Linked DNA regions of Rattus norvegicus: region 2 is linked to region 1. Evidence: chromatin contacts called from public Hi-C data. All regions are on one chromosome and are shown on one strand. The core of a region is the stretch at or near the end of the contact, and the rest is flanking DNA. Distances in the headings are between cores, read along the strand shown.

Evidence for each region. Hi-C and Micro-C count contacts between places; a contact is called where the count stands out from the background.
Region 2: a contact with region 1 is called in a Hi-C map of liver, with 2.9 times the contacts expected there. The contact joins the promoter of Polr3h here to the promoter of Chadl in region 1. A contact is called at or near these places in 2 of 12 Hi-C or Micro-C datasets (liver and mammary epithelial cells).

The regions. Positions count from the first base shown.
Region 1 is chr7:115,094,418-115,100,217 of GRCr8, reverse strand. Chadl (chondroadherin-like) reads left to right here and starts at 2,653. Exons shown (of 6, transcript XM_063264686.1): 1 at 2,653-2,989; 2 at 4,272-4,431; 3 at 5,018-5,800. The coding sequence starts at 2,982. LOC120093698 (a long non-coding RNA gene) reads right to left here and starts at 2,670. Exons shown (of 2, transcript XR_005487271.2): 1 at 1,038-2,670; 2 at 1-187.
Region 2 is chr7:115,316,509-115,322,308 of GRCr8, reverse strand. Polr3h (RNA polymerase III subunit H) reads left to right here and starts at 2,428. Exons shown (of 7, transcript NM_001127295.2): 1 at 2,428-2,454; 2 at 2,721-2,845; 3 at 5,656-5,752. The coding sequence starts at 2,735.

The DNA.
Region 1 (5,800 bases), core at 1,404-3,903:
TTTGAAATAGAGTTTCTCTATATAGCCCTGGGTGTCCTGGAACTCACTCTATAGACCAGGCTGGCCTTGAACTGAGACATCCTCCTGACTGTCTCTGCCTCCTGAGTACTGTTGTAAAGGTGTGTGCCAGCACTGCCTGGCTTTGAGTTCTGGAATTTGAAGGCAGCTGGTGCAATAGAGATTCCATCTGGGGAAGAAAAAAAAAAAGAATGGTACTCACTGGACCAGAAAGCACACATAAGGGGCTGAGGATTTAGCTCAGTGGTAGAGCGCTTACCTAGGAAGCGCAAGGCCCTGGGTTCGGTCCCCAGCTCCGAAAAAAAAGAACCAAAAAAAAAAAAAAAAAAAAAAAAAAAAAAAAAGAAAGCACACATAATTTCAGGAGAAATAAGGTTTTTTTTTTTTTCTACATCCCCTCCCCCCTTGAAATAGGGTAAAAGGAAGAGGATTTTGTGTTTGGGGTCATCCTTGGCTACAGTGTATTTAAGGCTATCCCAGGCTATGTGAGATATTCTTTAAAATACATCCAAGCAGAGCCAGTGAGAGGACTCAATGGATGAAGTACTTTCTTCCAAGCCTGAAAGCCTGAGTTAGATCCTAGAGTCCACACAGGAGAACAGACTCCTGCAAGCTATCCTTTGACCTTCACACTCGCTGTCGCACTTGCATGTGCAAATAAATGTAAAAAACTAAAAATCTGGGGCTGGGGATTTAGCTCAGTGGTAGAGCGCTTACCTAGGAAGCGCAAGGCCCTGGGTTCGGTCCCCAGCTCCGAAAAAAAGAACCAAAAAAAAAAAAAAAAAAAAAAAAACTAAAAATCTAAAAACTACAACCAGGGGCTGGAGAGATGGCTCAGCGGTTAAGAGCACCCGACTGCTCTTCCAGAGGTCCTGAGTTCAATTCCCAGCAACCACATGGTGGCTCACAACCATCTGTAATGGGATCCAATGCCCTCTTCTGGTGTGTCTGAAGACAGCTACAGTGTACTCATATATAATAAATGAATAAATCTTAAAAAAAAACAAAACAAAACAAACCTACAACCAGGCTGTTCTAGATGACCTGGGTTTGATTCCCAGTACACATGTAAATGGTCTGTAGCCATCTGAGATTCCAGTTCTGGAGGATCCATTGCCCTCTTCTGGCCTCCATGTGCATTGCATGTGTGTGGCACACATAAACATGCAGGCTAAACACCTGTAAACATAAGGGGAAAAAAATCAAAACTACAAGCCTGAAGCTGGACAGTGGTGGTGCACACTTTGATCCCAGCTCTCAGTAAGTAAAGGCAGGAGGATCTCTGTGTTCAAGGCCAGCCTGGTCTATAGAGTGAGTTTCGGTCAGGGCTACAGAGAAACTGTCTTGGGAGAACAAACAAAAACAACCCAGCTGGGGGCAGTGGTGGTGCACGCCTTTAATCCCACCACTTGGGAGGCAGACTTAGGCAGATCTCTGAGTCTGAGGCCAGTAGTCTGGTCTACAGAGTGAGTTCCAGGACAGCCAGGGCCACACAGAGAAACTTTAAAAAACAGTAAAACAGCTATGCATAAGCTGGCCAAACTGGATGGCACGCACCTGTTGTCCCAGCACTTTAAAGCCGCAGCCAGGGTCCAAGATCAGTTTCAGATGCATAGCAACTTTGAATCCAGCCAGGGTTACATAATACCCCTCTCAAAGGGCCAAGCAAACTGAAAAATGAAAGCTACCACAGGCCAGAAACGTGCGTCTGAAAATGTACGAGTGTTTGCTGGGATCCAGCTGTGCAGCCTATTGATGCAGGGGGTTTGTGGATTGGTTTGTTTTTCTTTTTTTAGACAGTGTCACACTGTGTAGCTGTGTCTGGCCTTGAATTCAGAGATTCAGGCTTTTCTTGGAACTAAAGGTGTGCACCACCATGTCCAGCCTTGGAAGTTTTGAAATGTGTATGTGCTCCAGAGATGCATGCTTAAATGCACCTTTAACTTGCTAGATAGCCTAAGTCTGGCCTTGAATTTCTAACTCCACCACGAACCAAAAAACAAAAGGAGGGGCAATAAAATATCTAAGACAGGACCAGACAGGTGGCTCACTGGTTGAGCACGCTGGCTGCTCTTATAGAGGACCTGGGTCCCAACAATCAATGGAGGTTGATGGAGATCTGTGCTCCCACCTTGGGGGCTCTGGCTCCCTCTTCTGGCCTCTATGGGTACCAGCCATGCTACAATGCCCTGCACACGTGTAGGCCACATCTTAAATAAATAAATAAATAAATTTATTTAAAATATCTCAGACGATGGTAAGCTGGTACATTTTTAATCCTTCTGTCCCAGTCTCCTGAGGTGTACACCACCATCTGGTTTATGCCTCAGATCTGTTTATAGAATGAAAACACCATATAATCCATTGGGAAATGGATATGGCTCTGGGCATCAATTCAGATAGCCTCAAGAATACGTTAAAGTGAGATGGAAAATACTTGCAAGATACGTTGTGTGTGGTAGCTTCAGTGTATGTGAGTGCTTAAGTTCACAGAAAGGAAGGAGTTAAAGAAGCCGCGTGCCTGGGTTTGCAGGTTCCTACCTCAACTCCTGCAGCAGCCTAGTGAGCTAGGTTTTAACTTTCAGCTGCTGAATACTCCTTCAGAGGGTCCCAGAGTCTGCAGGAGTCCAGTGATGCTGACCCACCCGAAAGCTCCTCCAGGCACCCCCCCTCCCCATTGCCACCCACGCCCACCCTCTGGTCCAAGGACTCGGTCTGGGCCACGTTGTTAAGCCTGTGCCGCACAGGCAGCCTGTAACTCCAGCCGCTGCTCCCACCCCCTGGCCACAGCCTGGGGAAGCCCCAGCTCTGCCCGGATGCTCACAATGCTGCCCATTCAGCTCTGTCCTGGCTGCTGAGCCCATGGGCAAAGGGGGGTGGGTACTGCTGGTGACCAGGCAAGGACTGTCCCTGGTCTTTCCCTTGTGTGGGGCCTCCAGACGGGGCTGGCAGTTCCAGTCAGCATGGAGAGGTAAGTTTTGGGGCCCTGGGGGTGCAAGGGAGCCATAGATGAACTAGATGGCTAGAGATGACTACTTACATCTGCTCATGCGTCCAAGAGGCTGGCTGCAGAGCCACCGGACCTTCCTGTACCTGAGGTACCTCAGAGGTAGCCCCTAAAACAGCTCCAGATGTAGCTGTTCCTGTGGTGTTGCCCTTTGTAGCCTTCAGGGATCCGTGGCAGCCCTCTTTGCCCTGAACCTTTCTCTCTTCAGGTATCAGCCTAACCGCCCCCTTCCTACCCTGACCCTCAAGCCAGAGTCTAGAGAAGGCCGCCAGCACTAAGAATGGGGTAAATTCTGGTACTAAAGAGAGACAAAGCCAGACATTAGCAATCCTGGGAGAGACTATGGGGAGGTCCATGGGGTGGTGTTTCAGCCCCACGTCAGGGAAGGCAGCTCAGAGTTTACCTGGGACCCAAGCATAGAAGAGGAGGAGCTGAGAGGATTCACTGCTGCTGGGCCTGTACCGTGGGCAGTGCCACTCGAGGTGTGTGATGGAGAATCTCTACTTTCTTCTTGAGGCATCAGGAGTTGGGACTTTTCACTAATGGGGACAGCTAGACACTCGGGAGCTTTCTGTGGGGAGTACTAGGATCCTATCTGTAGTCTGGAAAATTCCCTTTGGCTGTCAGGTGGAGCACTGGGGAGGCCAGAAGAGCCATGGTGGCAAAAACCATCCCTAAGAAACAAGCAAGTGGCTGCCATTATGAGGCAGAGGGATGGATGTGTGGGTGGGTGCATCAATAAATGGACATGTGAGAGCTATCTGCTCTGCAGTACATAACCTGGGCCCTCAGGTCCCCTGTCACACGCAGGCCAGTCAGCTGTGTGGACTCAGGTAACAAGAGGACACAGGCCTGGGCTGCCTGCTTACCATGACAGGGTCTCTCAGGCTCTTCAACATCTGGCCCTCCCAGTTCACCCTAAAACCTGGGCTAGGTCTGGGCCTTCCCTCCTGCTGCCAAACTGAAGTCCAGAGCCACTGGGCAGAGTCGAGACTCTGAACTTTCTACATCTTAGCCCCCCCAACCACACCCCCAATAAACCAGGGCTGATTACAGAAGCTTCTGCCTCCCCCCCGCGCCCCCCCCCCTCCGAGGTGAGGGAAGAAAACCAGGTCACAGCACTTTCCTGTGCTCAGAGAACGGAGACCTGGAGCTGTGAGGCAGGAGTTGGCTGTCCTGTACCAGGGGTTCAGTACCCACTAGCATTGATGCCCCATGGACAGCAGCTCTCACTCTCCTCTCCGAGGCCCCAGAGCTTCACCCTGCTGCTGCTTATGATGTTCCTGAGTCCGGCTTGGAACGTAGCTGCCCAGCGATGCCCACAAACCTGTGTCTGCGACAACTCCAGACGGCATGTTACCTGCCAGCACCAGAACCTCACCGAGGTGCCAGACACCATCCCTGAGGTCAGGAGAGGGGGAAACCCCAGCATGGGTTGGCAGTGTAGCAAGAAGGGAAGGGTGGCAGAGCTGGGGCTACACCAATGACTCTACCACTGTCTGGCTGGATCCTGCTCTTTGAGCTCTAAATAGGAAGACAAATAACTGGTAAAGGCAAAAATCCAACGACACACACCTTTAACCCCAGGACTCAGGAGGCAGAGGCAGGCAGATCTCTGAGTACAAGACCAGCTTGGTCTACAGAGTGAGTTCCAGGCTAGCCACAACCACGTTTAAAACAAACAAACACTATCAGCAGTAACAACAAAAACCTAAACAAGCCAGTAACAGTGTAATTTATTTAAAATCCTTTTTGTGTGACTGAAATACCTAGGTGACCTATAAATAATAAATAATATATTCGTGACGGGTCCTGGGGTGAACTGGGGGTGTGCCTGGATAAGATACTCTTTTTGCCCTGTGGTGTTATGAATTAATCAGAAAGTAAGCCAAGAAAAGCAAGGACAAAAAGGAAAAGATCACAGTAAGGGCTGCTTGGTGGCTAAAGAGAGAGAGGCTAATGCTCGCGTGTCTGTGTGGCTCCTGTCTACAGCTGACCCAGAGGCTGGACCTCCAGGGTAATATGTTGAAGGTCATCCCTCCAGCTGCCTTCCAGGACCTGCCGTACCTCACACATCTGGACCTGCAGCACTGTCAGGTGGAGCAGGTGGCCGAGGGTGCCTTCCGTGGCCTGGGCCGCCTGCTCTTCCTCAACCTGGCTTCCAACCGCCTGAGCTCGCTGCCCCAGGAGGCACTGGACGGGCTGGGCTCACTGAGGCGCTTGGAGCTGGAGAGGAACATGTTGGAGGAGCTGCGGCCGGGGACCTTCGGCGCCCTGGGCTCCTTGGCCACTCTCAATTTGGCCCACAACGCCTTGGTCTATCTGCCCGCTATGGCCTTCCAGGGGCTGATGCGCACTCGCTGGCTGCAACTGTCTCACAACGCGCTCAGTGTACTGGCCCCCGAGGCTCTGGCAGGCCTGCCCGTGCTGCGCCGGCTCAGCCTGCACCACAATGAGCTGCAGGCCCTGCCGGGGGCCGCCCTGTCCCAGGCCCGTAGCCTGGCGCGCCTGGAGCTGGGCCACAACCCGCTCACCTACACCGGAGAGGAGGATGGCCTGGCGCTGCCCGGCCTGCGGGAGCTCGCCCTGGATCACGGGTCCCTGCAGGCCCTGGGCCCCCGGGCCTTCGCCCACTGCCCGCGCCTGCACACCCTTGACCTCCGCGGGAACCAGCTGACCACCCTGCCCCCGCTGCAAGTCCCGGGCCAGCTACGCCGGCTGCGGTTGCAGGGCAACCCACTGTGGTGCGCCTGCCACGCGCGGCCCCTGCTCGAG
Region 2 (5,800 bases), core at 1,179-3,678, 220 kb before region 1:
ACCAAAAAAACCCCAAAATACATTCTTTTTTTTCTCCTCCTTATTCTTTTTTTTGGGGGGGGAGGGCATTTGAGACAGGTTTTTCTGTATATCCCCATCTGCTGGACTCTTTTGGTAGCCCAGGTTGGCCTTGAACTCTCAGAATTCCTACTGCCTCTGCCCCTTCCAAGCGCTGGGATTAAAACTGTGCCCCACCATGCCCAGGAAGAAAAGTTTTCTTTTTCTTTTCTTCATTTCTTTCATTTTTTTAAAAATATAGGATAGAGTTTATTTAGAGCATGAGGAGGGGAGTTGTGGGGGTAGTGGAGACAGAGAAAGGCAGAGAGTAGAGGAGTAGAGGCCAGCCATGAGCACGTTATGGGGGATGAGAAGTGAGGAGGGAAAAGCAGGGAGTGGGAGAAAGAGGAGAGGAGTAAGAGCAAGAGCTCATATTTTTTTTTTTTTTTTTTGGTTCTTTTTTTTCAGAGCTGGGGACCGAACCCAGGGCCTTGCGCTTCCTAGGCAAGCGCTCTACCACTGAGCTAAATCCCCAACCCCAAGAGCTCATATTTTAAAAAGAATTATTTATTTTATGTGTATGAGTACACTGTAGCTGTCTTCAGACACACCAGAAGAGGGCATCCGATCCCACTATAGATGGTTGTGAGCCACCATGTGGTTGCTGGGAATTGAACTCAGGACCTCTGGAAGAGCAGTCAGTGTTCTTAACCACTGAGCCATCTCTCCAGCCCTTTTTACTTTTCTTTCTTTCTTTCTTTTTTTTTGAGACAAGATTTTTTTTTTCTGTTCAGCTCTGGTTGTCCAGGAACTTGCTCTGTAGACCCAGCTGCCCTCAAACTCTGAGATCTGTCTGCCCCTGCCTTCCAAGTGCCGGGATTAAAGTGTGCACAAGTATTGTTAGGCCTTTTTTTTTTTTTTTTTTTAAAAGCAAGTGTCTCAATACCCAGAGACTATACATGGACTGACTCATGGCTCCAACTGGATATGTAGCAGAGGAAGGCCTGCCTTGTTGGGCATCAATGGTAGAAGCCTTGGTCCTGCCAAGGTTGGACCCTCAGTGTAGGGGAATGTGCTGGGGGTAGAGAAGGGGGTTTGGATGGGGAGGGGAACACCCTTATAGAAGAAGGGGAGGGGGATAGGGGGCTTATGTCTTGGAAACCGGGAAAGGGAATAACATTTGAAATGTAAATAAAAATATCCAATAAAAATAAATTAAAAAAATATATAAAAAGAAAGAGTTACAAAAAAAAAAAAAGTCTCTTGTACCCCAGGGTGATCTTGAACTCACTAAGTAGCTGATCTGAATGTCTAGTTTTTCTGTCTTTTTAAAAAAGATCTTATTTTATTTATTGAACGACTGTGAGTACACTGTCACTGCCCTTAGACACACTAGAAGAGGGTATCGGATCCCATTACAGATGGTTGTGAGCCACCATGTGGTTGCTGGGAACTGAACTCAAGACCTTGGCAAGAGCAATCGATCAGTGCTCTTAACCACTGAGCCATCTCTCCAGCCCCGTTTTTTTTTTTTTTTTTTTTTTTTTTTTGTCTTTACTTTCTAAGTGCTGGAATTCAGGTGTGTTTGCCACTATGTTTGGCTGACCAAAATTTTGTGTTGGGGGGGGGGGGCGGCGGGGAAGGGAGCCGCTAAAACAAAGTCTTATTTTGTAACTCAAACTGGTCTTGAACTTGCAGTGATTATCTAGCCTCTACCTCCTCAGTGCTGGCATTACAAGTGTGAGACTGTTTGCATTCAGCTGTTTAAGGACGGAGTGTGCTGAGTTTTAGTGAGTACATACATCAATTGCACCACTTAAAATTACTGTCACCCAGAAAGGCCTGGTGACCCTTTTTTGCCCACTGTCTTGGGTACTTGTCTGGAGTAAAGACTATTTTTTTTTTAAAGATTTATTTATTTATTATATATAAGTACACTGTAGCTGTCTTCAGATACACCAGAAGAGGGCATCGGATCTCTTTACAGATGGTTGTGAGCCACCATGTGGTTGCTGGGAATTGAACTCATGACCTCTGGAAGAGCAGTCGGGTGCTCTTAACCTCTGAGCCATCTCTCCAGCCCGAGTAAAGACTATTTTGAACGTGTTATATTTGTATTTTCAAAGGATCTCTCTAGCTGCTGTGCAAAAGAAAAGACAGGCTGGAAGAGCAGAATTATCGCCTAGCAACCAGACTCGCTCAGTGGCCGGGGTTGGCTGGCTTCAGAACGAGGCCCCGCCCTCTCAGCGCTGTACCCCGCCCCTCTCCTCTCAGTAGCGGGAGAGTGCAGGCGGCTCCGCCCACCTTCAGGCTCCTCCCCTCACAGGAGCCTTGCCTAGCTCTGCGACCCGTAGGGGCGGGCAGATGCTTCTTATTGGTCAGTTCTCCGGAAGCTGAGTTCATTTGGTTTGGCTAGCGCTGCGTTGGGGCCTCCGAGCCGCTGGACGCGCGTGAATGGTGCGTGGCTTCCGCGCGTGGTGCGGAGTGGTCGGGGCGGGGATGGGACGGGGTCGGCTCTTCTCCAAGCCTGGAGGAATGGGGCCTCAGGTTCCTCCGGGAGAGGAGCGTGGCATCCGCAAGCGGGACCCCAGGCCCTGCCCTCCCGCGCGGCTCGGCTGCAGGCTTGGCTTGTTAGAATCCGAGAGGGAATGGGGGCAGCTCGGGGACCCCCAGCCCCTCACCGTTCTCAGCCCCGCGTGCTTAACAGCTTCTTTGGGTTCCAGAGCCCTAGCGCAGGATGTTCGTGCTGGTGGAGATGGTGGACACCGTGCGCATACCCCCGTGGCAGTTTGAGCGGAAACTCAACGACTCCATTGCTGAGGAGCTGAACAAGAAATTGGCCAACAAGGTACTAGGCCCTCGGGTTGCCGGGCAGTGTCCGGAACGGTCCCGCTGCTTGTCTGGCCGTCCCTTGTTTCAGCCTTGGCCTTACACACTTAACGTAACTTCATGTCAGGGTTTCTTTCCTTCCCTTCCTTATAAACCAGACTTGGATGTCAGCGTGTACCCAAGGGAGTAAATGGGCTGGACGAAGTAGTGTATACCTGTCATCCCAGCTTCTTGGGTTAATAAGGCTTGTGACGATCCTGAGTTCGAGGCCAGCGTGGGCAACATAATAAACCTGTTTCAAACAAATTAAGCATCGAAACTGCTGGTGGTAGCGCATGGCTTTAATCCCATTACTTAAGAGGCAGAGGCAGGTGGATCTCTGTGAGTTCGAGGCCAGCCTGGTCTACAGAGGGAGCTCAGCCATGGCTACACGGAGAAACAAACGTCTCAAAAAAAAAAAAAAAAAAAAAACCAAAAAACCAAAAACAAACAAACAGACAAACAAAAAACCAAAAAAACCTAAAAAAAACCAAAAACACCGGGGTGTTGAATAGTGCTTAAATTTGCTTGACATTTGAGGTTTGATTCTCCGTATTGTCGGAAAACAAAACAGAGTACGAAATGGGTTTGTAAAACGGAAACCGGAAAATGCCTGTTTCCTCCTTCAATTACTGTGCAGTCTTGGCCAGGTCACCTACTCTGGGCCTCAGTTTGTCCAAGTGGGTGAGTACAGAGGTCAGAGGATAGTGCGTGCTCTCTGGAATTGAGCTCAGCTGTCAGGTTTAGAGGTGGCTTTTTACCAGCTGACCCAGCTCATTGGCCCCTTCCTTGTATTCTTTTGGTTACTGTATTATGTCCCTTTCTGTGAATACAGACCTTCTCTGATGTAATCCTTTCATTATCCCCAGTACTTAGCCAGAGCGTGGCAGGGGAGACAGAGACTCTGCCCGTGTAGCATAGTGAGGAAGAAGAGCTGGCTTGAGAGGGTCCCCTTGTTAATGAGCCAGGGTGGATGCCATGAAGGACAGGCATTCACACAGCTGGAGAACAGAGGTGTGCCACCTGGGATGAAAGAGATTGGTGACTTCTGAGAAAACAGCACTAACCTGAGAGCTGACGGCGAGGAGAAGCCAAGAGACAGACTCTGATTTGATGGTTGGAGCAGGTTAGGTATAAAGAGTTGTGGAGACAGCGCAATTAGCATGTGCAAGGGTCCTGAGGCAGGAGGGCTGTGGCATCTAAGAAAGCACAGAGAATGCCAGTGTAGCTGGAACACAGAGGCTGGTCTAGGAACTGTAGACAGAAGCCGGACCACAGAGCCCTGGAGGGCCTTACAGTCCAAGTTGTTCTTTTCAAGTCAGTAGGAGGTGATCTGAGAGCCAGGAAGAAAGAACAGGTTTGGCTTTACATAGGAGACAGGTAGATCCTTTACAGGAGGCCGAGGCCGGAAGAAGGGGTATATCACAGACCTGAGGCTCGTCAGATGGAGGAAAAACGATGCTGACTTTCCTTTTTTGGGACAGGATCTCACTATGTAGTTTTGGTTGGCCTTTCAACCCAGAGCTGCCTGCCTCTGCCGCCTAGTGCTAGGATTAAAGGTGTGTGCCAGCTGCCCTCGCTGTTCTAGTGCTGTAAGGAAACACCATGACCAGGACAACAAGAGAAAGTGTTTTACTGGAGGCTTGCGTATGGTTTCGGAGGTTTAGTCTTTGAGCATCGTGGCAGAGGCATGTTGGCACACATGGTGCTGGAGTGGTAGCTAAGAGCTACATCCTCATCTACCAAGGGAGTCAAACCACTCCCACTGACAAGGCCACGCCTCCTAATCCTTCTGGTCTTTCTCAAGTTGTAGCCCTTCCTGATGATGTCAGCATTCAAGTGTATGGGCCTGTGGAGGTCATGCCCATTCAGTCACGGCATCCAGGGCTTCTCTCTTTGTTATTTTTTTTAATTACATGAATTTATTTTGAATGTGGTGTATAAACCACAGCACACATGAGTAGGTCATCGCACACCTCGTGAGGAGAAGGGTCCAGGACCCGGCGTCGGTTAAGATGGACGGCAGGCACCTTGACTGCTGAGCCGGTTTGCCAATAGCATCTTCCCTCTTATTTTTGAGACAGCATCTCGTGGGACTTGAACTCGCTTTAAATTTACTGTGTAACCAAGGAAGAATTGGGACTTCTGATACCTCTGCCTCCCTCTCAACTGCAGGGATTACAGGCAAGGATCACCATGCCTCGTTGAGGCCAGTTCACTCGATCCTGTGAGAGAAGCCCCCCCAGAAATCACTGCAGGGAGCTCTGCCCAACGCTGAGGTGCGCTATGCATCTCTAGTCCCTGAGCAGCTCTTGTGAGGGCTGTGACTAGGGGTAATATTGGTGGTAGATGTGCAGACACTGAGCTAAGTCCTTTAGAACAGCAGAGTGTGTGACTTGGGCCGTGTGGGCTTCTGGTCTGTGGAAGGGCTTTGGTCACAAATCCCTGCGGGAGCCCCGTCTGTCTGTCTGTCTGCGATGGTGTGAGAGTGGTGGAGTTCTCACACTTCTTGGCTGTGATCTGGGCACAGACTTGGGGACACTGGAAGTGTAAGCTTAAGCAGGGGCAGTAAACTTTGTCATTGTGGTCTGACCCAGCCACCAGCGGACTTCATGTCCATCCTACCCACTCAACCCTCCAGCTGCAGTCTCAGGTTTGAATGTGGAAGGCTGAGGCTGAGAGGCAGAGTAGTATCCTTGCTGGTCCCACAGTGAGGCAGAGCTTGCCTGTGAGCGTGAGGTTTGGAGCGACCGGGCCCTGGGGTCACTGTGTGTGCATATGTGTGCATAGGTCGTATACAATGTGGGACTCTGCATCTGTCTGTTTGATATCACCAAGCTGGAGGATGCCTACGTATTCCCAGGGGATGGAGCATCACATACCAAAGGTGAGTGCCTTCTCTCCCTAGGGTACCATATTTCTTGGGACTCCTCTT